Linked DNA regions of Mus musculus: region 2 is linked to region 1. Evidence: chromatin contacts called from public promoter capture Hi-C data. All regions are on one chromosome and are shown on one strand. Each heading gives the region's core, a stretch centred on a gene start, on an enhancer-like site or on the middle of the called end of the contact. The rest is flanking DNA. Distances are from core to core; before and after follow the strand shown.

Region 1 (6,639 bases), core at 1,783-4,282:
ATTATGAGTTCCAGGATAAGCTGAGCTACCTAGTAAGACCCTATCTCAGAAAAGGATTATTAACTAGGGCTCTAGATCTCGTTATATAACAAAGAAAAATGCTGAGAGCCGGTTGGTGGTGGCGCACGCCTTTAATCCCAGCACTCGGGAGGCAGAGACAGGTGGATCTCTGAGTTTGAGGCCAGCCTGGTCTACAGAGCGAGTTCCAGGACAGCCAGGACAGCCAGGACTACACAGAGAAACCCTGTCTCGAAAAACCAAAAACCAAAAACCAAAAACAATAAAAAAATAAAATTAAGAAAAATGCTGAGAAAAATCACAGTGTAGTATGTGAAAATTAAAAGGGAAAATTCACAACAGTAGAAGAAAACAGACTAACAAACATATAATTAATATATACAATACTTGGAAATGCAGACGATAAAAGGGAACATAAAGCAGAACACTTGTCTAGCTTCAAGGTGAGAGACAATAAAATAGACAGGAGAAGCAACAGCATGTGACAGATTAACATAGGAGTTACCTCCACAAAAGCACAGGAGCTTGGTAATAGACTGCAGTATAAGCAAAAGACTATAGCCACATAATTTATGACTAAATGAAATTATCATATACATATCTGAAAAGCAACTTAGTGGAACCAATAACTACATGGATGAAAATCAAAACAGAAGAAATAGTGAAGAATAAGGAACACAGAACAGGGAAATACCCATCACCTGACGGCCAGGACTAGGAATAGCTATCACATTTTATAAGGCAACATTGTAACAAAGATTAAAAGATGTATCATTTCTGGTCCAATACTTTTTCCCCCTAAGAAATGTGATTTAAAGAGATGCATGTATAAGAATTCATCACAGAGCAGGGGCATGGTGACGCACGCCTTTAATCCCAGCACTCCAGAGGCAGAGGCAGGCGGATTTCTGAGTTCGAGGCCAGCCTGGTCTACAAAGTGAGTTCCAGGACAGCCAGGGCTATACAGAGAAAACCTGTCTCGAGGGAAAAAAAAAAAAAGAATTCATCACAGGAACTAGCAATATATCTTAGGGATGAAGCACTTGCCCAAAATACAGAAGGCCCTGGGTTTGGTTCCCAGCACAGGAAAAAGCTAAGAAATACAAATATAACTGTTTCTTTTTAAGTGTTGCTTAAATCAACTGAATTGCCTACCAAAAACAATAAATGAATATTAAAAGCTCAGAAGCCAAAATGCCATGCATCTTCCTACACTAATGGAGAGAGCTCACACATTTGTTGATAGGAGAAAAACAATAGTCAGGTTGCTTTGCAGGCAGCTCCCGACAAGCAACAGCCTTGGGGTGTTTGGTTCTTCATGCTTAACTTCTAGCACCTAGAACAGTGCCCTGTACTGCTTATCAAACACCATTTAGTCAGTAGGGGAGATTTTAAAGCAGGCCATGGAACAACAGTCATGACATGGTACAATCTCCTCTCTCCTCTTCTGCCTGATATATATATACCTAATTGGGAAGGTAGGCAAAAATGGTTAACAAGGTAACGTTTTAGTATGTTATAACTATCTTCTTTATTCCTTTCTGTACTGTCTAAATTCCTGATAAAATAACTATTGCTTTTTAAAGAGCCCATGTAGTTAAAATGAATACTGCTTACATTTCTAAATTCCAAACGGGGTATGTTTTCTTTCACTTTCAAAAAAAACCCCACAAAACCCTGTCTGCTTATCTTATACAGGTGTTGTCTTTCTCGGCGTCAGGAAATGGCACACCAATCGGAGAAAAGCACATGTTTTCTATAGTGGAAAAAAAAAGTAACTGCCTAACGTCCTTCCCTGTTTTTCATTAACATACAGCCTATTCTAGCCTATCCCTATCTGGTAGTTTAAAATAAATAAATAAATAAATAAAAATAAATTTCCTCCCTCCTCTTTCAGGCTAAAATGCCAAGTGAGTTCATCTCTACACATTTAAACAGGCTTCATTTTAAAGACATTTCATTGATGGATCAAAACTCAGCCACCTATGTCATGTCTCTCTCCGCCCCTTCACTCTGTTCTGTTTTAGTCATGAGCTTTATAGGGAATAACCTTATTTAGATTTTTATCATGTTTCATCCTTCTAGAATGTAAGCTTCATGAGGGCAGGAGTTTTGTCCTGCTTTCTCACCTATGTCCCCAGCCCAACTCCAGGTGGTATCTAGTAGGCCTTAGGAGGTACCTGCCAAATGAAGAGATGTGTGTGGAAAACAGATTAAGGATGTAACTCCAAACAAGCCAATACATAAAGACTTGGAAAAAAGATAAATAAAGACATGATACTGAAATGCCACGCTGACAGGACTCGATGCTTTATAACACTGGCTCGGAGACGGACCTTCTTCAAGGCGGGCAGGTGCTACACACCTAGCTAAACACATAGCTCTTCTAGGAAGGAGGTAATCCACTGGGAAGCCTGGGGTGGTGGTGATCAGCTCCCGGAAGAGTGTAAAGGACCATCTCCATAATAGAGACGTGGCCGGCGCGGAGGGAGCGGAAAACCTCACAATACACCATACATCCTCGCCCAGATGGGAAGAAAAATCACACGAATCTCCTACACAATCAAACCAAGTAGACAACCCTCCACCAGACAGAGAAGCAGGCTCCTCTCCTAGAGCTCGGTAGTCGCCTGCAACCCAGGAGTCGGGTCGCGACTCCAGCGCGATTCCCTTTCCAGGACCCCGCGTCGCACCGCCCCAAGGAGACCGATTTAGGGGGCCGTTTGGGGATCAGCTTTCTCTATCCCCGCAAAACGCTACCCTCCACCGCACACACGCCTGCCAGTCCAGCTCGTCCCCGAGGCCCCGACCCTCCAACTCACGTGTAGATGATGGACATGAAATGCATCAGCCACAGCACCACGAAGAGCACGAAGCCGAACAAGGCCATTCCCTCCTGGGCCAGGTCCAGCAGCGCCATCCCCCGGCCCGCTGGCCCGGCCCGGCCCGCTCCGGCCGCCGCGGACAGCGCTGCCGCGGGAGGAGGACGCGGGGGCCGCCGGGTGCGGGGCGCGGGCCGCGAGTGGAAGGTGGGAGAGGAAGGGCCGGCGGGGCGGCGGGCGTGAGGACGGAAGGGGCGGGCAGGGCCTGCGCGCCCCCGGCCACTCGGCGCGCGCTCGGCACCGCGCACCCCTTAGCGTGCGCGCGCTGGTGTGCTGCGAGCGCAGGCTGACCGCGCTGCGCGCTCTAGGCGGCCGTTGCCGCGCGCTCGGGCTCCCGTGGTCCAGACCCTTGGGCTGCCGCTGCCGCCGCCGCCGCCGCCGCCGCCGCCGCCGCCGTCGCCGTCGTCCCTTTCGCTCGCCGCGGCTCTGCGTTCTGGTCCGTGCTCTCTGCCGGCGTCCGAATCCCGGCACGATGCGGTCCGCCCTGCCCCGCCCTCTGGAGCCCGGTGCCCGTGCCCCCGCCCCCGGGGCGGCGCCCTCGCGCCTCGGTGCCGGCCCGCGCGCCCACGGGTGGAGCTGCCCCCGCGTGCTCGCCGCCCGGCAGCTACCAACCGCTGCCGCCGCCCGCGCCCGCGGTCCCCCCCCCCCCTGCACTGTCTCTAAGCAGCACGCGCCGCCTCTACACTTTATCTTGGCCAAATCCGGAGGAGCCAAGAGACTGTGTTATTTAAGGAATCCCCAAACTCAGAATTGGAAGAATCGCTTGATGCTGAATTCGCGCAAGATTGTGCGTTCTCTAGGGCAGCTGAGTGTAATTTGGCTAAGATGTAGCCAAGAGAGTTATGGAAATGTAGCTAGTTCGAGCAGTGCTAGGCTGTTAAGTGTTGCCAGTACACCGCTGACAAACCATCTCATTCATAAATCTTGTATTATTTGCTGGGATGATAGATTTTAGTCATACTGGGTTAAATTACGTTACTCCATTTTTAAAAAGCTGTTAAATGTTGCTATTACTAAAACGTTTAATTATGCATGTGCACGATACTGAAAATGGGGAAATGAAGGCTAGGCTGTGTGAGAAGCCTGTATGTAGCCCAGTTACTTCTGGGACTGAAGCAGGAGAATTACCTGAACTTGAACACACAGGTTCCAGGCCAGGCTGGGCAAATTCAATGAATCCCTGTGGTGGAAAAACAAGAGTATTCTAACTTTAAGTCGCAACTGGGAGAAGCTAGTAGTAAATGTTTCCATTTGTTTCTTCAGCCTGGATACATCTATATTGTTTACAATTGTTCTGTGTTTAAACTGTTTATTATTCAAGTTACTTTTAAAAAATAATCCAAAAATGACGGGCAGTGGTGACATACACCTTTAATCCCAGCACTTGGGAAGCAGAGACAGGCAGATTTCTGAGTTCGAGGCCAGCCTGGTCTACAGAGTTCCAGGACAGCCAGGGCTACACAGAGAAACTCTGTCTCGAAAAAAGAAAAAGGAAAAAAAAAAAATCCTTAAGGTTTGCAGTGTCCTTTGTTCTACTGGTGAAAAATCAGTGGGAAAGAACCATGCTTCGAAATTAATTTCCAGTTGTTGAGAGTTACTGGTTAATAGAGTTACAGCAGGATGGAATCCATACATAGAAATAATAGCACAGGGTTTTAAATGCCACGATTGTGATTAATCAATTCTAAGGCCCACTTTTAAAGCATTCTTAACACATTTTCAATAATCCATTATTTTCAAGAATCCAAAATGGAAATGCATCTCACACTCAGTGACATCTTACAAATAAAAATAATAGGCCAGGTTTCTTTTTCTTAAAATGTGTTTGCTAGTCATATACAAAACAATGCTGTGTGTTCTCAATACTTCCTTGAACTTGGTCAAGGATATGAATTTCTCAATTTGAGCATTTTGTAGCATTTTTCATTTTTTCCAAATCTTTCCTAGACCTTTACAGCAAAGGATTCCATGCAGTATGGTGGGTAACACAGAAAGGACAAAGAAAGTTGGTGTAACTGGGTATAAGTGAATAATGATCAACTTTGTTGCACTTCATCTGGTTAAATTTAGTCTGCTCAAACCTGGCTTTCCAACCAGAGCTCTAGGGGCTGGAAAGATGGCTGGCTCAGCTATTAGAGCACTTGTTAATCTTTCAAAAAGACCCTGGTAGGACGGACATGCAGTATCCATGGAGAACAGAAGAGGGCGTCTGATTCCCCCATCTGATTTCCCCAGAACTAGAGTTACAGATGGTTGTGAGTACCAAGTAGATCTTGCTTTGCACAGGTTTGGAAGATCAGCCAGTGCCCTTAACCGTTGAGCCATCCCTCCAGCACAAGGAAAATATCATCTTTAAAGAAATTTCTCATTCACCAATCTAAAAAGTCAACATACTTTATAATGTCAACATTGATACTCTGAGAATGGCAAAGTAAAAAACAAAAGATTCCAGCGATTGCCAATTGTTGTGTATGATCCACGTGGTCGATGACATACACTTGTCATGGATGGGAAAGTACACCAAGAGTGAATGTTAGTACTAAGTGTGACTTTGGGTGGTAACGATGTGCTGCTTCATTGATTGTAACAAATGTGTCACACGAGTGTGTGATTTTGACAGTAGAGAAGTCCTGGAGAGGGATATAGTGGGATGTGTGGGAAAGCAGGATTTTCTGCTCAGTTTGGCTGTGAACTTAAAACTACTCTAAAAGACATTTTAAAATAGTGAATGCTCCACACACATATGCTATGTAGTATACTATATAAACATATGTATTAAATATATTCAAATAGGTAACTCACATCATGTCTCATGACTTAGGTATTATGAATTATGTAAATATATGTAACAGGAAATGCTGTGAAAGTCTGAACTAAGATCAATGAGATCCACTAACTCTACCTTGTAAGCACTAAAATATTTTGTTCAGTGCATAAATGAACTATTCTACATTGACAAAAGCCACAAATAAGTTTGCTCAGAATTCTTCTTTGTTCTTAAGTTTTTAAAAAGTATTTTTTAAAAAGAGAAAAAGACATCAATCATCTCCCTCGTCCCTCCCACAAAATTAATTCAGAGAAGTGAGTAAAGATATACAAGCCCTAGAGGTATAGCTCAGGGTCAGATCACCTGCTTGGCAGTCTCAAGGCCTTTAGTCTAATCCCAGCATGGACTCAAAGGACTGATGTGTGACTTTGCCTGGTCAAACAGGGACGACCATCAGAAAACCCACCTGTGGATAAACAGCACTCATTGCATTCCAGCGCTCACTGACTACATCTCCTATCTTTGTCAGCATTGTTTTTTTTTTTCTTTTAATATTTCAATAAACATCCTTAAAATCACAGTTCAGAGCTGGGACTGTGGTGCACGCTTGTAACCCTTGTATTTGAGAGTCAGAGGCAGGAAGATGGTGAGAGGCTGACCTGGGTTACACTCAGTCAAACCTGGTCTTCAAAAACCAACCCTAAAGAATGGTAGCAGTAATTGGTTCCTTACTGTTACTGTTTTAAGACGTCTGTTGTGAATTTTCATCCTTAGAAAAGCTTTCCAAACTTACGTGCGGAAAAATTACTTCCTAGACACTGAGTACATTTGAAGTTTCATTTGAAGTTTCAAAAACGTATGTTGTTCAAATGAAGTTTTCAAAAACAGAAAAAAAATACTGATTCTACTTGACAAGAGAAATTATATATATATATTCTAATTGGAATTAGAAAAGTGGTGTATGTTGGTGCA
Region 2 (6,374 bases), core at 3,270-5,769, 34 kb before region 1:
GATCTCATTACGGGTGGTGGTAAGCCACCATGTGGTTGCTGGGATTTGAACTCAGGATCTTCGGAAGAGCGGTCAGTGCTCTTAACCACTGAGCCATCTCACTAGCCCCCAACCAACTGATTTCTGATTAGACCCAGAGCAGAGTTTATTTGTGGTAACTGTGGACATAGTCAAAAGGCCCTCTTGTGAGGAAGTCCTGGGCCACTAGGGATAAACCAAGTACTCTTGTCAAGCTAATTGGAGATCTTATCAACCTGCCTCTTAAATCTGTGTTTATTATACCCATAGACTAGCTCCGTCCTCAACCTTAACCAAAGAAGCTTCTCTTTTACAGTAAACAGAGATTAAGGCTGAGTCTCTTGGCTGTGTCAGGGTGCTAAGGACAAACTACTGTTGAGTGTTCAATATTAAATGAGACACCCGTATCATTCCCTCCGAGCCTCAGGAACATCATAGGAGATAGGGCGGAAAGACTATAAGAGCAGAATGATAGGGAGGTCCCATGGGAATGACCTGGCCATGACACTCAGGAACTCACAACAGCTACAGTGGCTTGCATAAGACAGCTAGTCATAGGTGGGGGGTGGGCATGCGTGTGGGCCTACCTTGCCCTGGGGTGCTACTGGCTGTCGAGGCTGCTGTAAGAGAGGAAGCCATTCTCTTCCGTGTGGTAGTCACTAGTAAGTTACTCATGCTTCAGGAGATAGCTTCCCATCCGAGCCGGCACACACGGCCCTGGTGACATCCAAAACAAAGTCAAAACCAAAGACGGGAAAGATTGATGGGGACTTGGTGGGAAGGAGGGAGTGGGGAAGGAAGAGAGAGAGACTGGAGGAACAAAGGTGACTAAGAAGCATCCATCATACGCATGTATGGAATTGCCGGAGAGTGAAAGAATAAACTAGTGTTAACCAAACAGAAAACGAGGGAGGGCAACAGGGCCAAGGTTCTTAGTCGTTGAAAGACACCGTCGCCGGTGCCTGAAGCTTTCCTCTCAGACCAAAGAACCGATGAGCATGATTGCCAACCTCTGGAACAGACGTGTCTGCGACCCGAAAAGACAATATTCAAAGAGGACTATGGAAATGCTGCATGCGCCTCTCATGTAGAGACAGCTAAGGCTGACTTCTGAAATGGGGAAAATATTAACTAGTTCCTATCAATCAAGTAGACAGAAAAGTATGGAGGTGTCAGGCCCGGGCATGTTTACAGATAAATATCTTCAAACTTTTAAGGAACGGAGGATAGCTGATTTTCTTTTCTTTCCTTTCCATTTTTTCTTTTTTTGTTGTTGTTTGAGACATGTTTTCTCTGTCTGAGCCCTGGCTGGCCTGGACTTGCTTTGTAGACCAGGCTGGCCTCCAACTCTCAGAGATCCAGGTGCTGGGACTAGAGGCATGTGCACCATGCCCGGCTCTTATTTGTTGTTATTGTCTTTATTTTTTTTTTTTTTGTTTTTGAGATACACTTGGGTCTCTCTACATCAGTGGTTCTCAACCTTCCTACTCCTGAGACTCTTTACTTTGATACAGCTCCTCACCTTGTGGTGACCCCCAGCCATAAAATAATTCTCATTGCTACTCCATAGCTGTAATTTTTCTACTGTTATAAATAGTAATGTAAATACCTATTTTCTGGTATCTTAGGCAACCCCTGTGAGAGTGAGTGTCCCTCAAAGCGGGTCATGACTTACTGAAGTTGATCTACTGCTCTACGTAGCCCAGGCTATCCTGAAACTCACTATGTAGACCAAGCTGGCCTCAGACTCAGAGATCTGCCTGCCTCTGCTTCCCAAGCACTGGGATTAAAGGTGTGTGCTACCATGCCCAGCTGCTGGTTTTGTTTTTGGTTTTGTTTTTTTTTTCCTTCGGCAAAGACTGCACAATTAGCACAGCCTACCTCTGGAGCCCAGAGTTTGTACCAGCAAATACTAGCAAAGTTCATGGCGACAGAGAGCGCAGCACCAATGCCGTTTGTCTCCAAAATGAAAACGGAGCATGAAAATACTCTTACTTGAAAGTTAAAACCGAGGGCCGGAGAGATGGTTCCGTGGCTAAGAGCACTGGCTGCTGGCTTGTACAAATGTTAATTATTTCCATTCCTATCCTATCTTTTCCTTGAGGAAACATTACTTACCCTAAATATTGAGTTTGGAAGAGTAAAGACTTCTGTTTGGTCACATAAATTGTTTATATGGTTAAAATAAAAAGTCATGTAAAATAACACAGGAGGCATGGGCAAGCTCATCTCTGAGAGTTTGAGGCCAGCTTGGTCTACACAGTGACTTTCAATACAGCCAGGGCTATGTAGAGGACTCTGTAGAGAAGCCCTGTCTCTGCGCCCCTGCCCTTGCAAAGAAATTATTTAGATAAGGTTAAGAAATTTCTGTATGATTTTATTAAGGGAAGATCTTGTTGTAGAGCCCAGGCTGGCCTTGAACTCACTGTATATTGCTGGAGATCCTCCTGCTTCAGTTTTCCATTCTCTGTGATATTATAGGAATATACTACTATTACATTCTCAAGAAATGGGTGACATTTCAGTGGCTCACAATTGGGTGTGCAAAAATGAAACCTTATCTATTGTTTCAAAACTTCAGTATTTAAAAACAATGAAGTCAGAAAGCCAAAGCCCGATATTAAGCTGAAGTTAAGCCAAATGCCGTCCAAGTGGGCAATGAGCCACACCGTTGTGGCCAGGGCTGGTGTGTGTGTATGTGTGCACATGTGCAAAGAATTTTTCTTGAGAATTCAAGTCAGTATCTTTGGTGTCACCCAGTATTGCTGGAACTTTGGATGGAAAATGTGTCTTTGCAGCTTCTAAATACATGTGTCATGACTTTCGTTTCTTCTTCATGCCCTCCTAAGCCCAGATGTTTCACTTCTGTGGCTCCACCCTGCTGAATCTGCCCCTCCCACCCCCCAGAGATGCCTTTCCTTACAAGTTTCTTTAGCAAAAGAGGCAAATGGGCATTGTCAGGAGGCAGAATCAGCTTTTAGCTCTGAAAACTCCCCTTTTCTCTCTTATAAAATGAAATACATATTAAGAAAAACACAAGGATGCTACTCCTACATGAAAATGTCATACTCACTGTATGAGACAGCTCACCGTGAATGGAGATCCAGCCACACTGGGGATGGTACCTGCTCCTGACCTCACTGACCTTGTCCCATTCGATCATCCATGACACCCCTGCCCCAACCCTGTCCTTCTAAAATCTCTTTCCAAGATACACCAATGAGAATTTCATTCTTATTTGGAAAGAAAAAGGACCAAACCATCACCATACTTGATATACCTCGTCTGATGATCTCAGCCCAGGGGAGGACTTCAATGCCCATCACTGTATGTAGTAATAAACTGGGCTTCAGAAAGGTGATGGAAGCCGACCAGAGTCCCAGGCTCACCAAGAAGGGCACAGAACCTCAGGGTTGGAAGCTTATCATTCTTGGATCTTGTAAATTATTTTACATGTATAGGTGCTTTGCCTGAATGCATTATCTGCTTCCAGAGGTCAGAAAAGGATGTCAGGTGGCCTGGAATTGGAGTTCCATATGGTTGTGAACAAACTACATGGGTGCTAGGAAGGTCCTCTGGAAGAGAAGCCAGCACTTACAGCGGCTGAGCCATCTCTCTAACCCTTTTCCTGGATGCTTTCATCCTTTAAATAGCTCCCAAAGATTCTGTCCTTTGCTTTGTCTGTTGATCCTATATTATGATCAGCACCTTTGGACACCAGTTCTAGTGAAATGACTCTCAAATCTCTCTACTTCAAGTATGCAAAAGTAGGATCTTGCTATGTAACCCAGGCTGAGCCTCAATCTTGTGATGTGTTTCAACCTCCCAAATGATTCCAGGCCGGGGCCATGATGCCGGGTCTAGCCATCATCTCCTCTAACCTGCTCCCTTCCCATGCTCCAGTGTTTGCATCAGACTTGACTAGACTCCACCGTGTTGTCTGTTGCTCTGGCAGTCAGATGTCAGTCCTGACAAGTCCCAGGATTTGTGATTAGACAGACAGGTCACATCATTTACAAGGAGAGGTGTGGTCTTCAGGGGAGGCTGGTGCACAGATCTCAACCCTTCCAAGAAAAGACACCCCTAAATTGGTTAAGTCATGTAATCATATCTTCATGCTATTAACACGGATGTCTTGATGACTCAGTCTTAACAGCACAACCACATGAAAACATCCCCCAGACACCTAGACTCTGCCAGCGTCTCCCAGAACTGGGAAAGGCTGTGTGAACTCTTAGTACATACTGGTTCTTAGGCTGCTGCTCTGTATTTTAACTACCAAAAGCTCTTCCTGAGAACCCAGTTCAAGCCTGTAGAACAAGAACATCAAGGGTTTATGTACTAAGAGACAAGGTCTATCCCTGAACCTGGAGGTTGATTAGGCTAGCCAGCTTGCTCTGGAGAAAACACAAGACACACAACATCTGGGAATGCCTCCAGCTTGGGTGAAGCCCGGACAGTCAGTGTGTGGGGTGCAGCTCAGCACCTCAGGCAGCAAGACCTTTCCAGCCCTTCCTCGGGACTGGCTTGCCTTCCTCATCTGTGGAAGTGATACAATCGAGAAGGCAGAGTTCAGGCTGCCGCCCAGCCAGGAATGAGCTCCCAAACGGAACTCTGGGTCTGTACCAGAGGTCAGTCATCAAGGGTCTGTAATTCTCCAAGTGCAGCCCCACCCAGAATGACTAATGCAGATGTGTGGGTGAGGTGCCTGTCCTCATTTTCTCCAGCCCTGTGTTATTACCTGCAACCAAAGCAGGTGAACCCCACTGTAAGTCCAGTGTAGCACAAATGAAAGCAAAAGAGTTGTTTAATCCCAGTCAGTACTCAGGAGGCAGAGGCAGGTGGATCTCTCTCTGGGTTTGAGGCTTGCCTGATCTACAGAGAGTTCCAAGACAGCCAAAGGTACACAGAGAAACATTTGTCTCAAAAAGACAAAACAAAAGGAAAAGAAAGAAGATGAATATGGCAACATGTCTGAGACAGAACATGTCAGGAAGTAAACAAAGCCAGTCCATTACTCTCGTTGATTGTATTCAAATTTTTTATTCTCTCAACAAAAAACTTAAGACAATGATTTTAAATAATAAAACATGATATATTCTAGACACTTAATTGTTTTCTTTTTAAAAAGACAGTTTATTATAAATCTGGACTCCTACAGTTCTGGTGTGGTGCTTTGACATTTTACAGTATTTCTTGCTATTTTATCTTCACTCCAAACTTGCTAAACAAAGAGTTACTCTCTGTGTACTCAAAGCTTCGCTTTAAGGAAATACTTCATGACCACGTAAAACACACACATACAGAACATTTGTTTTGTTTTTTTAAAAAAATATTTACAGAAGTCTGTCCAGCCATTTGGATTTTGTTTCTTTGCCCATACTGAGATCAACAAAAAAGCTAAGTAGTCAGCAAGATTTCACTTCAGCAGTGCAAAGGGCATCCACCAAACTCCACTAAACAAACCGACGGACAACAAACGTGCTCAGCAAAACGCGACTCATCAAAGAGTAATGTAAAAAACAACACGTAGTGGGTCATAACTAGACTGGCTCTCACTGCGCAGCTCTCCTTGGGGATAATAATACCCATTTCACAGAAAGAAAAAAAACAAAAACAAAATCAAACCTAGGAATATGCATCCAAGCCTTTGCTCATGAAGAAAATGCCCTCAAACAAATTCATCATAAGGCAAGAGAGGGGAGAGGAAAAGGAGGGGAAAGGAAATGCTGTTTGGCCCAGAAAAATGTAAGTATATTGTGTATTTATAGTATATACACATTTACAGATATATTGCAATTTAGACTGTCTGTATAGTCATTAGGCAAATGGGCTGGCTCAGTAAGATGAAAATGTTCTCTATACATAGGAAGTTATTGCTAATAGGCTATACACTGTGTGCTGAGATGGAAGCCATAGTAACACAGGATGGATGGGAAGCTGCCAAGTGCTGGGGTTAACAGCAAGCATCAGATGGATAACACGCCCTCGAATTCGGAAGGATGAGCAAACTTCTACTTAAGAAGACGGGGAAAGGCCGATGCACTGTCCCTTACAGTTTTGCTTATTTTAAACAAAAGTCCAGTTCACCACAAGTTAAGCACGGGCTGACAAGCAAGCTTAGCTGCATGACGGAGAGGAAAGTGTAGCATGCATTTACAGCTAGGCTGGCCTAGTCTACTGTCATACAAACTGAATACAAAAATCCAATTTAAATAAGACTGTTATAGTAAAAAAAAAGAAAAAAAAGGAAAACAAACCAACACGCACACAGTCGACTTAGCTTGATACTGATTGATTGGAAGAGTCAACCTCATCATATCCTCTAATTGTCTACTGTAATCTATTTGCCAATA

What was found. Promoter capture Hi-C pulls out the DNA fragments that hold promoters and counts their contacts.
Region 2: a contact with region 1 is called in a promoter capture Hi-C map of liver, with 2.8 times the contacts expected there. The contact joins the enhancer-like site here to the promoter of Ugcg in region 1. A contact is called at or near these places in 9 of 39 promoter capture datasets (the 3T3-L1 cell line, the HPC-7 cell line, the SN4741 cell line and 4 more), 16 of 484 Hi-C or Micro-C datasets (8-cell embryo, the C2C12 cell line, CD4 T cells and 9 more), 15 of 115 datasets of contacts at active chromatin or transcription factors (CD8 T cells, the HPC-7 cell line, the SCID.adh cell line and 10 more) and 3 of 9 other capture datasets (adipose tissue, liver and pancreatic islet).

Annotation. Positions count from the first base shown.
Region 1 is chr4:59,185,943-59,192,581 of GRCm38.p6, reverse strand. Ugcg (UDP-glucose ceramide glucosyltransferase) reads right to left here and starts at 3,032. Exons shown (of 9, transcript NM_011673.3): 1 at 2,841-3,032. The coding sequence starts at 2,938.
Region 2 is chr4:59,221,501-59,227,874 of GRCm38.p6, reverse strand. It overlaps Ugcg (UDP-glucose ceramide glucosyltransferase), which reads right to left. Exons shown (of 9, transcript NM_011673.3): 9 at 5,042-6,374. Among named protein-coding and RNA genes, the nearest start is that of Ugcg, 35 kb to the right of the region's middle. Within about 2 kb of position 4,519, at least 63 of the 459 cell types and tissues checked have an H3K27ac peak or open chromatin away from gene starts, as enhancers often do. A contact at or near this core is called in the C2C12 cell line, CD8 T cells, adipose tissue and 4 more, where this site is marked.